2 separate regions of the Danio rerio genome follow, and region 1 is linked to region 2. Evidence: chromatin contacts called from public Micro-C data. All regions are on one chromosome and are shown on one strand. The core of a region is the stretch at or near the end of the contact, and the rest is flanking DNA. Distances in the headings are between cores, read along the strand shown. Region 1 holds the start of uchl3 (ubiquitin carboxyl-terminal esterase L3 (ubiquitin thiolesterase)). Region 2 holds the start of txndc9 (thioredoxin domain containing 9).

The links. A called contact is a pair of places that touch in the nucleus more often than the background predicts.
Region 1: a contact with region 2 is called in a Micro-C map of caudal fin, with 6 times the contacts expected there. The contact joins the promoter of uchl3 here to the promoter of txndc9 in region 2. A contact is called at or near these places in 3 of 18 Hi-C or Micro-C datasets (caudal fin, hematopoietic stem cells and an unstated tissue) and 1 of 4 datasets of contacts at active chromatin or transcription factors (caudal fin).

The regions. Positions count from the first base shown.
Region 1 is chr9:23,591,530-23,598,132 of GRCz12tu, forward strand. It overlaps uchl3 (ubiquitin carboxyl-terminal esterase L3 (ubiquitin thiolesterase)), which reads right to left and starts at 1,530. Exons shown (of 9, transcript NM_001024405.1): 1 at 1,381-1,530; 2 at 1,200-1,211; 3 at 725-853. The coding sequence starts at 1,422. It overlaps sgo2 (shugoshin 2), which reads left to right and starts at 2,322. Exons shown (of 8, transcript NM_001123299.1): 1 at 2,322-2,466; 2 at 2,543-2,650; 3 at 2,750-2,925; 4 at 3,117-3,194; 5 at 3,388-3,427; 6 at 4,320-6,224. The coding sequence starts at 2,436.
Region 2 is chr9:23,431,895-23,438,300 of GRCz12tu, forward strand. txndc9 (thioredoxin domain containing 9) reads left to right here and starts at 3,246. Exons shown (of 5, transcript NM_200021.2): 1 at 3,246-3,318; 2 at 4,624-4,826; 3 at 5,148-5,266; 4 at 5,340-5,594. The coding sequence starts at 4,641. rev1 (REV1 DNA directed polymerase) reads left to right here. Exons shown (of 21, transcript NM_001123300.1): 21 at 233-344. The coding sequence ends at 344.

The DNA.
Region 1 (6,603 bases), core at 280-2,779, 160 kb after region 2:
GCATGGGACGATAACAGTTTTCAAGGTATACTGCAGTTTGGAAAAGTCAAGGTTTCTACGTTCCTAAGGTACGTGTAAAATTTATTTACTTTTTTTTTGAGTAACAGTATCTCCAGTAGAAAAGATATTCAAAGATGCGTTTTAAATTGTAAAACAATCTGCGGTTTTGAACCACAGCAGGAGTTAATTTTGTGTTTTAATTATTTAGCCTGACATGTTTACTGTCTCAAAATATTTTAGGTGTTTCGCAAAATAAAATATATTGTGTTTGAAGGGTAAAAATTAGAGTTTTTTACTCAGACATTTAAAAAGGATATATGTTAGAGCAGTAATGACAATACAGTGAAACCGTGATATTTTTATTCAACGTCATCAAACCATCAGAATAGTATACCGGCCCATGCCTTGTGATCAGTATATGGTAGAATAACACTGATTTGCAGACACAACAATTTTTTTTCTCTTCAATCGTCATTTTAAAACAACATTTTAAAATTTGAAATCTAATAGAAACATTACCAGACCTTTATAAAATCTATGAAATCTGAGACATTTCTAGTGGTCTCTTAATGTATTATAATTTGCAAAATATAAATGTACAAAATTGGCTAATGCTACCATCAACCAGATTCAGCTGCTCCTCCATAATCTACAAAGAAGCATCTATAAATACAGAGCTTGTTTGCTGACATGAAGTCTATAGGGGTGTAAAGTGCAATTGTACCTTCTCTGTTATAGGGAAGAGCAAAAGTACAGCGCACACAGGCCTTGGCACCAAACTGAGAACTTCAAGCTCCAAGCCGTACACATCTCCAAACTGCCAGGTGGGTACCAAGCCAAGCTGCCGTAAAAACTTAACAAAAGTATAACACAACAAATACATATTAAACACAAGTCCTAACTCATAAGAGTAGTAATAGAGGCCGTTTACAGAGACAAGGGCCTGCTCAATCAAGAACCTTTTCCATTTAAACAGATTTATCATACATTAAAGTGGAATATAAATAATATTTTACAATAGTTAAAAAAACAATAACGCTACAAACAACATATTAAGCTCAGTAGTAGTGTTGATAAGCATAATAAATCAAAGTGGATGCCATTAGCTTTATCATAGCGTGCTTTAATAAACCTGATTCATTCATTTGGCACAAGTTTTGAATCCTAGACACACCCAGAGAGTCGAGACATCTACTCACTTGGTTCATAACCTGTAAAGCAGACACAGAACACAAAACAGTGTCATATAAAATAGGATGTCAAACACATGAGGTGCAGCTTACCGTTTCTGCTATAAGCTGCCAATGAAAAAACGAACGGATGAACGAAAAAAAACTGAATTCACGGCGAAAGACCGTGAGATTGAGGAGTAACTCTTACCTCTGGGTTTGCTTCCAGTGGTAACCAGCGCTGGCCCTCCATCTCAGATTAAGCTCTGCCTAAAATCCTAAATAAAAAGATGATTTTGCTACCTCGAGCAATGGTGTGCAGAGGCTTTGACAGCTGAGGAGGAAGCTCAATGGAATATGTGCGCGCGGGGCTGTGAACTCAGCCACTGACATAAAGACCGGCTAAAAACTTCAAAATAAAAGTCGTCGTTTAATAGTTTACAAGGTGATATTCTGATCATATTTTATTTCAAAGAACATTTTACTAATTCCAAACGGCATCATTCCTTAAAACGTACCATTACTATTTTAGTATATAATACATGTATAATGTGTTAATATAAAATTTAGATCAAAATATAGATTACACAACGGCAAGTTTCTTATAAACACCGTAATTGTGATTTGTAAAATATCAATAATATTACCTCTTTGAGTTATTTTGAGTTATGTAGTTATTTTATCATTGCGAAATATATATATATATATATATATATATATATATATATATATATATATATATATATATATATATATATATATATATATATAACGTTGCATCCAAGCTGCATATAATAAAAAATATAGTACACAGTAATAACAGCAGCATAAAAAACCTTAAATCAAACCATTGCAAATTAAAATACATTCAGGGGGTAAATCCATATAACTGACAAAAGTTTAGAGAACTTTGAGGCACTTTTGGTTTTTGCCTGTTTTATGACTTTAAATAAATTTTTTAAATATTTTTTAAATTCTATGAAAAGGAGAGAAGCTTGAACAAATCTAAATTGGTGTGTATAAAACTTTGCTACAATATTTGTTGGCGATTTAACGTTCTCTGTGCTCTTACTGTCTCGTGTGCGTTACTGACTTAGTCCGGTGGGTGGCGATACTCAACTGTTCATTTCTGTCCACTACTTTGTTAATCACAAGAGAAGAAAATTTTTGAAGTGTTCGCGGCATTGTTTGGTTTTAAATATGTACAAACTGATTTAATGTTACGCTCAGTAATGTTAGTTGCTGTCAGGATAGACGCGTTGTAACATGTATAAAGACAAATATAATCAAAAATCAGGTTTGTAAATATTCTTATTAACGGCGAGTAGTCCAAATTAAGATTATTAATGATAACGGCAGTTTCTTTTTTACAGCTCTAAGCGATAAAACGCTGACAATGGGATCTAAAGAGAAGGAAAACACAAGAATGGGCAAACAAACGGCATCTGTGTACGCTGCCAAGATAAAGACGAAAATACACAGTAAGAAATTACTTAACGTTGAACAGATCAAACGGTCGTTCATGGTCTTATTTTAACGAGCTGATTCGTGACAGTAACTTGACTTTCATTGTCTGTCAGATACCTCGTCATTCTTCAAGCTCTCTTTGAAAAGCAATAACAAAGCTCTGGCCTTGGCTCTGGTTGCTCAGAAGCAGAGGAGCAGAGAACTGGAGGCAGAGGTGGTGAGGCTGAGGAAAGATGCACAGGCAACTCATTTTGATCTTGCTTTTCAGCGTCATAAAAACAAACAACTGGTGAGTCTGTTAGAGAGTGAAGTCCTGGTCTGTTATATGCCATTTATTCTTGCTACAGTTTAACTTGTACCTCATGCTTAATCTATCCTGACACCTCTATCAAAACATAAGACAGAAATTTCATAGCAGTTAATAAAGATCCATCTAATTTACTTAAAAAAACTTATTTATTAAAATGTATGCATTTCCAGTTTGCTGTTATAAAAGAGTTTTATGACTCCTCCCTGAACTCGATGTCAAAGGCCGTTGACATTTTTTGTAATGATGAGGTAAGTAGTTGATATATTTTTCAAATAGTTTACCTTTGTGAGACTTGTTGTTCTAATAGTATTGTCCATATTACCAGTACTTTTTCAGCCAAGCTTTGTAAGTTGTTCGCAATAGCTAACTGTTAAATAGTCACATTGTTATAAACAACTAATTTGGTTATTAATGATGTGAATAATGTTCTTTTTTGTAAAGGTTCCAGACAGTGTTGACACTGAAGACAACACCAGTGAGGGTATGAGAAAATACTGTTGGCTATTTATCGTGTATAAGGTTCCTTAACCCTTTAACTGCCCCACCAAGAAAAAAACATTTTGCATTTCTCATCTCCTAATGTCATTAGTTAACACACTCAATGCATTTTTTTTCAACACATCCCATAATTTATAAAATATCTACCTCTACCAATTTTATGGTAAAAGTACCAGAATTATACATAATATGAAATATATAAAGTGTAACCAATTTATTTAATAATATATTCAATATAAAAAATGAATACTAAATCATCTTTATTTTTTGAAGTATGCCATAAAATTTTTCAGATTATCATTTAACATGATTTCTTTTTCTTTTCTTTTCTTTTTTTTTTTTACAATAAAACTATAATCAAGTGTAGTGGTGCAAAGGGATTATGTTTGTTAGATTTTTTTGTAAACCAACAATGCTGTGTGTTACATTAGTTAAAACAGTCATTCTTTAAATAAATGTAACAGTGATTATTTAAAACAGTCAAAATTTGGTCATCCGTTTGGGAGAGCAAACAGTTAAAGTGTGATAGATAATTGACGCTTACTGACATATGCTGACCAAGGGCAGCAGAGACCTCATCAGGTTTTGTCAGATTAATGTTGGCTTTGGTTAGTGCCTGCTTTTGCCAGCTAAACATGCACACGTTGTTTTGCTGTGTTTTGCAATGTCTGAGAAATTACACATTGTAATCCTGTGTTGGTCAGTGTGTGGTGGTGCCGTGTGAATTGGCCTTTTTTTAAGTGTGGGTGATTGATATTATATCATCCTAATTTATGTAAACCAATGTTATGCACCTTTTAGATTACAGATAACACATTAAAAGTTTATGTGATTTTAATAATCTTGGTTTGCTTTTTGTCTGTTTTTTTTTTTAGGTCAGAATTTTGAAATGGAGAAAGAGGTTGAACGAGAGCCAAATAGACTAACATTGTGTCCACAACATCATAATAATGTTGAGTCTGAATCAGTGAATACTGCTATGGTCAAAGGAGCTACAGATAGTGATGCTCCCAACCAAAAGGAAGACAATTTAGCACTTCAAAACACCATAAATGACTCTAGAATGGATATTACCATGAGTGACAATCCTTCTGAAATTCTGACAGTGGAAACAAACGCAGGAACCTCTAGAGTTACAGATGAACATCAGATAAAGGAGAATGTGTGTCTGTCTGAAAAAGGTAGTGATGGTGTATCTGGAGTGGAAGACTCGCTAATTCAATTTTCATCAGATTATTCAATAGCTGTGCCAAAAGATATGACCACTGTGACACAGCAGTGCTCTACCACTGTTCAGAATGGCCAGGAAACAGAATTACTATCCGCTCGCAGGAAAACTCATATCACCTCTCGTTCTAAAAGGCGCACCTGTAAACCGAAAGAACCTAACCAAGATCTAAGAAAAACATATACAGTCTCCAAAGATCCTCCTAGTAATATTTTAAACGATTGTGGTAATGATCTTGAGCTTGAGAATTCTGAACCTTCGAGTAAAACGGTAAAAAACAAAGAAAAAGAGACTAATGACACCCATGAACCAAGAAGAACATTTGTAGTTCACGATGGGTTAAAATCTGAGAAGAGCAGGAGGACCAAAGTCTCAAAACCTATGATGGATCTCAGTTCATTGTTTGTGGATGAAAATGTGGAGTCTGCCATTAGTGTATGCTCAGAAGATCCAGGTACTGATAAGCATCTCAGTGAAGTCAAAACACACACAAATAAAACTCCAGCGCACCTGCTTTCTCAGTTTGAAAAGAACAATACACAGAAAAAGAGAGGAACTTATGTGATACAAACAAGTCACTCAATCAACAGGAGTTCAGCATTGACAGATTGCAATATATTTGATGATTCTAACAAAGCAAAAGGTTTACTGGAAGTAGTAGAAACCCAAACATCACCTCTAAATATTGGTTTAGATGTCACCGCACAACATTACAAGAAGCCAGAGCCTGTTTCTCATGACGGATCAAAGAAAAAAGCTTACAACAGGGAACATTTACAGGATTTGCAAATCGGTCTTGTAGAGGAAACCTCTGAATTTACATCAGTGCCGGGTAAAGCTAAGAAGCCTAGGAAAGAGGGAGCAGATAGAATTAAAGATCGGAATGTTCCAACAAAAGAAAAATCCAATTCATTAACAAAGAAACCAAAAAAATGTCCTGTGAATGTGGATGAAAATGTGTCCACCAGAAGTCCAGATGTGATTAGTCTTCAGAAAGCAGCTGAATGCAGGCCTTTGTCTAATGTTTTACTACCACCATGGAAATCTCATTGCTTAGCCGCAGAGGAGGATCTCCTAGATAATCACCATGCAGAAATGCCTGAAATAAGCTCTCCTTCATCTGTTGGCAAGGCTGATCAGACTGGCCATATCAACATGGATGTTCCTTACATAAGTCTGAATCAAACTAACCAAGAACAAGAGAGCAGATTCAGGAAAATGTATATGACTTCATCTTCTGACAATACGGCCTGTGAAGAAATGGCTGATGCTGCGTTTTCCATTTTTGAACAGGATCATCTCTCTAATAAAACAGATGTTTCTTCTGTAAAGAGCACTAGTCCATTTACCATGGATAAATATAATATGACTTTAGGCTGTTTTAGTGAGGACCTTCAGTTCACAGAAGAGAGACCTCCTTGGGAGGCCATTGAGGATTGCAGTGTGATGCTCTCAGATGAAAGCTGTGCTCACAGCCCTCAACCACAGACTAGAGTTCAGACTATCAACATTTATGAGGACCAGGACTCAAGCTTTAAGACTCAATTACCAGGTAAGTCTTATATGTTATTCTTTGATCGTTTAATACCTGGTTTGTTTGGAACACTTGCTTCAAAATTGAAAACAACCTTTTCTCTGTTAGTTTGGTTCATTTGGTCATAGGCAAACACTGAAATTTCGCTCAAGTTCACCTCAAAACAGTCACTCTTTAGCACATTAGTTATAATAGTTGAAAACCAAAGAGCACCTTTTTGTCTGAATATTATGTAATTGCTCTTGCTTAGATTGCAAGAATTCTCTTGCAATGCAGCAGTTAATTCGTGAACGAACAACCATATCTGTGTGTTCTAATGACAGGTAAAGATAAAGCCAGAATAAGCCATATGAACAAAATCATTCCTCATTCATGTTACTGAATGTGACAGAGGCAT
Region 2 (6,406 bases), core at 1,996-4,495:
GGGGGTTTGTTGAAGGTAGCTGGAGCTAAACTATGCAGGACACCGGCCCTCCAGAACTGAGTTTGGACAAGCCTGCTTTACAGCATCGGTGCTGTAAAAGGAACCTTACAAAGCTGAAAATCGTCAAGTAAAGCTTTCACCAGAAGTTAGCCCATTGCCATAGTCCATTTTACTCACATTTTTTAAATTAAATGAATTCCACATTTCCCAAACATCATTAATTGTTTTTCAGGCTCATGCAGCAGTCCTCAGAGTCAGTGTGGAGCATGGCCTTTGACTTTGTCCTGGACAATGTGCAGGTGGTGGTACAGCAAACCTACGGCAGCACTTTGAAGATCACATAGGAAGACCGTCTTAACCTCAGTCACTGTGACATCAGCTCAGTCCTGCCACCTCGTCATGACAACAACTGACTCTGCCAATCATTGTAGCATCACGGTACAAGATCAAGCCAATGATGAGGAACAGATTAGCATATACCAGCTTCACCCAGAAGCAGCTGAACACTGAACTTTTCTTTTATCATGATGTCAGATCTCTAGACTGATGTCTAGAAGTACTTTGGTGACGCTCTTCAATCAGGTTGTATTCGTTAACATTAGTTAATGCGTTGAGTATCATGACCATAAGATGAATCACTTTTGACAGCATTTGGTAATCTTGGTTACTGCTAATTCACTAATTTACTACTGTTAGTTCCTCTTAATTTATAATGTATCACAATAACAATAACACAGTCATGCATTTGTAACATTTGAGGACGTAAATGTAGAAGTTAACATTTTACAGCACTTACTAACCTCGATTAAAGCGCTGTTGAGTTTTAGTTCATGTTTACTAGTGTGTTAACTAATATTAACATGTACAGCCTGGTTGTAAAATGGTGTCAACTTTTCTGAATGTTTTAATGCACTGACTGTCCAAAACCAAGCGAAGCAAGCCTCTTTGCTTTCTGTTTGCTGTTTGGATTTTTTTTCCTTGTTCTTTAATGTCTTTATTGTCCAAATTTCCTTCTCTTGTACTCAAGAACCGGTGTTTACCCTGAAAGTCTGACCTCAGAAATATTTAACAGACTTTGTAGCAAAGCAGAACGTTGTTGGCATGTTATTTGCCTTTTATGGGTCAGACTGAAAGTTGAAATAAGGAACGGAGATGCTGTTGTCTTCTATCAAAGTCTTTTGGCATGTGGATACTAACATTTTATGTAAAGCTAACGTTTATGTTTTCCTAGATTTTATATATAAATATATATATATATATAACTCACTCTTATTGATTGTTTGCTTTTATATGTTTGTTTGTATGTGTGAAAGAGCTACGAGAGATGCATATTTATGAGGAAAAAGATTTAAATATTGGCCAGGTTAATTTGATTAAATTGACTTCTTGCTTTTAAGTGTTCTATTATGAATATGTGGAAATGGTGCTAAGTAATTCTCAATCTGATGGATCCTTCACTACAGTAGTCCTCTGCTGGTTCCTCTCAGCCCCTGTTCGCTGTTGCTTTGACTTCATGCGTGAACAGAATGTAACTTTTTCAGTGTTTTACATTTGTACTGGTTCGGTTTTAAGAAGCTGCTCATGACAAGGTCATCTGGCATTATTATGACATTACTGAGAGGACGGCCTGAGAATCCATGTTCGGTCAAAAAATCTGTGGTGACAGAATGACACGTGCCTGAAGACCTGAAGCTGTGACATCATTTGTATGTTTTCTAAATTTTCAAATAAATTTGGATAAGTGATACTTTCTTGTGTTTTAGTGTTTGCATTGTGTTCATTTATAATATGTGTATGAGGCTATCATTGATTCACAAATGAGGCCAATAAAGGTAAAACAAAAAAATAAGGTCAAGAATCTTGATGTTATTCTAGGGTCAGTCAGTCAGATGTGAGTTTCAGTAGTCATGTCAAAGCAGTAAGTAAATCGGCATACTTTAATCTCAAAAACGTTGCAAGAATTAGATACTTTGCTAATCTTTTTACTTGATCATGTTTTTATCAGCAGCAGGATGGATTATTGTAATGGACTCCTCACTGGCCTTCCCAAAAAGACAGTCAAGACAGTTACAGCTCATCCTGAACGCTGCTGCCAGGATTCTGACCAGAACCAGGAAATCAGAGCACATCACACCTGTCGTCATGTCCTTACACTGGCTCCCAGTTACATTCAGAATAGATTTTAAAGTATTATTACTTGTCTATAAATCACTAAATGACCTCAATACATTACAGATATGCTCACTGAATAGACACCTAACAGATCACTCAGATCTTTAGAATCATATAAACAAGAAATGACAAGAGTTCAGTCAAAGCAGAGTGAATCCACCTTCAGCTATTATGCTCCCTGCTGCTGGAATCAGCTTCCAGAAATGATCAGATGTGCTCCAACATTAGGCACATTCAAATCAAGACTGAAAACACATCTGTTTAGCTGTGCCTTTACTGAATGAGCACTGTGCTACGTCCGACAGATCACACTATAATGTCTTTCTTTTCTTTTTCATTCTTTTATAACCTGTTTTAACACTTTCATTATTTGTTTATATTGTATAAAAATATAATTTAAATATAAATTATTTAAATATTAAAATTATGTTTATGTAAATATAACTTAAATTTTCATCTTTATTTTTAAATATAATTTATATTATTTACTTGTCTCTTTTATTCCTGTTTATTTAAAGCTCTTCGAATTTCCACTGTATATGAAACGTGCTATATAAATAAACTTGCATTGCCTTAAAATGGAAAGAAACATGAAATAAGATGCTTGGAGAATGAAAAGTCTAAAGAATGCTATTGTATCTGATTAAGTCTGGGCAAGTATAGTTGTCTTTATTAAAAATAAGTGGAATAATAAAAAAATGACTGATACAGAACCATCAAAACATAAACTGCGTGTGTGAAAATCAAGCTTTTCTGGATTTATGAAGGTCCATTCACGGAGCTCAAATAAAATATATTGTAGTGTAAAACTATTATTTATTTATTTATTTTTTTTTAAAAGGTGATTTCTTAATTGCATTAACAGGATGTTGTATAAAATAAACATATTGGTCTGAAAACATGGCACCTTTTGTTAATTAATATAATGATTAAAATAAGTGACGTGCATTTTTTAAAACTAGTATAAGCAATGTTATCGTGAAACGTTCATATTTAACAATGATTTTATGACAGATGAGTTAAATAATAAATTTTGTACATTCTGAAATACGTCACAAAGCGCTACGTGTGAGTGACGTAATCAGTCGACGCCTTTGCGTGAAGCCCTGCGTCAGTGTGCCGCCTTTCAGAAATTATACAGCGTTGGTAAGTGCCGTTTCCATTGAACATCTAAAGAAATGTTAACAGATTTAAAATTGTACGTAGAATAAACTGAGTATAGTTTGTTATTGTTGCACTGCGGAGTGTGTGTCGTTTTTCTGATTAACCGCTGATGATAGTGTTGGGACCAAATGAGCCGTTACCACGGTGTTTGTTTGCGAGGACTAGCACTAACCTTGCACAAATTGATAACTCTAGCATAGCACGTATAGACAAAGTCAAACATCATTTCCTAAACTCGACAGTATGAAATATCTGAAATTTATAAAAACGTAATGTCAATTCTAACCATCACATGTCTGACGCAGACGTTTAAGCTAAGTTAGCATGTTTGCTGTATGGCCGACTACCAGCATCTCTATTGTTGTGATAACAGAAAGCACATGAAGTCCAAGAATCCTTTGAATATGCCATGCCACACCTTTTACACACAAGCATTGTTCACTGATTTGTCGTATGCAGTTAAACCATAGCAGTTGCAACTAAGTAGAATTCCCCCCCTCAGAAACCTTAGTAACGTTAATGTCATGTTGTCGTGAGGCCTGTCAGGTGAGTGACAGTTCTTTTGGTCAAGACATTGCGGGCTAAACACGGTTGTTGTTTTTTTTTTTATGTACGTAGCTATTTTCATATATTGTGCTTTTTGGTCTTTCATAAAGTGTTTTAGCTAATGCAAATAAATCTTACAAAATGTATGTTCCCTTTATTCTGCTTAAAGGGATAACGTCAGTTCACCAAAGAATAAAAATTCTTTTGTAATTTATTTATCCTTTACTTGTAAATTACAGTATATTTTAAATGCCATTTTCTTAAAATTAGATTTTTTCTCCTGCACTTAACAATAAATCTCTACATCAGTAGCAAACACAGACCAATTTTTTAGTTTTATTCATGTCTATATTCTAAAGGCTTTTACAGAGGCTTGTACATGTGTAATTAACCCGATGATATACAATTCATTGATTCATTTTATTTTGTGAATTATTGTATGGTTGATTAAAAAAGAATCCCAAAATCTTCTCTGTAAAATCTACGAACTAGTCTATATTTAATTAAATTTCTAATTGGCATATTTAAACATGACATTTTAGAAGAATTCTTAATGCATTTGATCAACTGGCAAAATAATGGTTAATTTTTGCCCTATTCATCTGCAGGCTCTTGCCTTGAGAGTGTAAAACTGGTACTGGTTTAGTGTAGAAAAGCATTTATGTTTTAATATCTTCTTTTTCACTGTATACTATTTTGAAGTGAAGTGTCATGTCTTGTCAAACACTGCCATATCTGTAGCAGGCAGTGTGAGAGAAATGGCCAGTCAGTCGATGGATATTGTAGCGAAGGCTCTGGAGCAGCAGGTGCTTCAGTCAGCACGGATGGTGGAGGAGCAGCTGGATGCTGAGCTGGAGAAGCTGGAGCGCATGGATGAAGACGAGCTGGAGCTGCTGAAGGAGAGAAGACTCGAGGCCCTTAAGAAAGCTCAGAAACAGAAGCAGGTGACTTATGTGTGGTTTTGAATACATCTTTTAATGTTGCATCTAACAGTTATTCTGATAATCGATTCATTTGGTGAGTGTTTTCTTAGTTGAGCTGATGAAAATCCCTGTGTTATTAAAATGTACACACTGTAATGAAGTATAAAATGTAAACCTTTTATACAAATTTTCCTAATGTCCAAAAATGGTTAAATACACCCATTCTTAGGCTAAAGCCAGATGAGTGTATTAAGAGTTGTAAGTGTAAGAGTGACCTATATTAAGTGACATGTATATGTGTGATTAAACATTGTGAACTCTGTTTTATGCGTTTGTTCTTAGGAGTGGATCTCTAAAGGGCATGGTGAATACAGAGAGATCCCAAGTGAGAAAGACTTCTTTCCAGAGGTGAAAGAAAGCAAAAGTGTGGTCTGTCATTTCTACAGAGACTCCACCTTCAGGTATGTCAGGACACATTTGTTTTGCTTGACTGTCATATTATAAATCTGTAATTTTTTATGTTATTTTCCAAAGATGCAAGATTTTGGACAAGCACCTAGCTATTTTGGCTAAGAAGCATCTGGAAACGAAGTTCATCAAGCTGAATGTGGAGAAGGCTCCTTTCCTTACAGAGAGGCTGAGGATTAAAGTCATTCCAACATTGGCACTGGTGAAGGACGGCAAGACCAAAGATTATATTGTGGGTTTCAGCGATCTGGGCAACACCGATGAGTTTCCTACCGAAATGCTGGAGTGGAGACTGGGCTGTTCTGACATCATAAACTACAGGTCAGCGTAATATTGTAATATTGCAGATTAATGTTTAGAATATTTAACTTTTTCGTAATCTTTAATGAGCTTTTTCACACTTTTATAAATCATCACACACATCACACAAGTCATCACACAAGTTTCTATTAAATGCATCAGGGCATTGCATCTAGAATAGGTTTATTCCTGTACAATCTTCAGGTTTCCTCATAAATGAAAAATGGATGAAGGCATTTATATACACTGGCAATATTCCTTAGAGATTTTGGTCCATATTGACATGATAGCATCACACAGTTGCTCCAGATTTGTCGTCTGCACATCCATGATGAAAATCTCCTGTTCCACCACATCCCAAATGTGCTCTATTGGATTGAGATCTGGTGACTACGAAGGCCATTTGAGTACAGTGAACTCATTGTCATGTTCAAGAAACCAGTCTCCGATGATTCGCACTTTATGACATGGTGTGGTATCATGCTGGAAGTAGCCATCAGAAGATGGGTACACTGTGGTCATAAAGGGATGGACATGGTCAGCAAGTAACAATACTCAGGTAGTCTGTGGTGTTGACACGATGTTCAGTTGGTACTAATAGGCCCAAAGTGTGCCAAGAAAATATCCTCCACACCATTACACCATCGCCATCAACCTGAACCATTGATACAAGGCAGGATGGATCAATGCGTTCATGTTGTTGATGCCAAAATCTGACCCTACAATCTGAATGTGGCAGCAGAAATCGAGACTTGTCAGACCAGGCAATGTTTTTCCAGTCTTCTATTGTCCAATTTTGGTGAGCCTGTTCCAAATGTAGCCTCAGTTTCCTG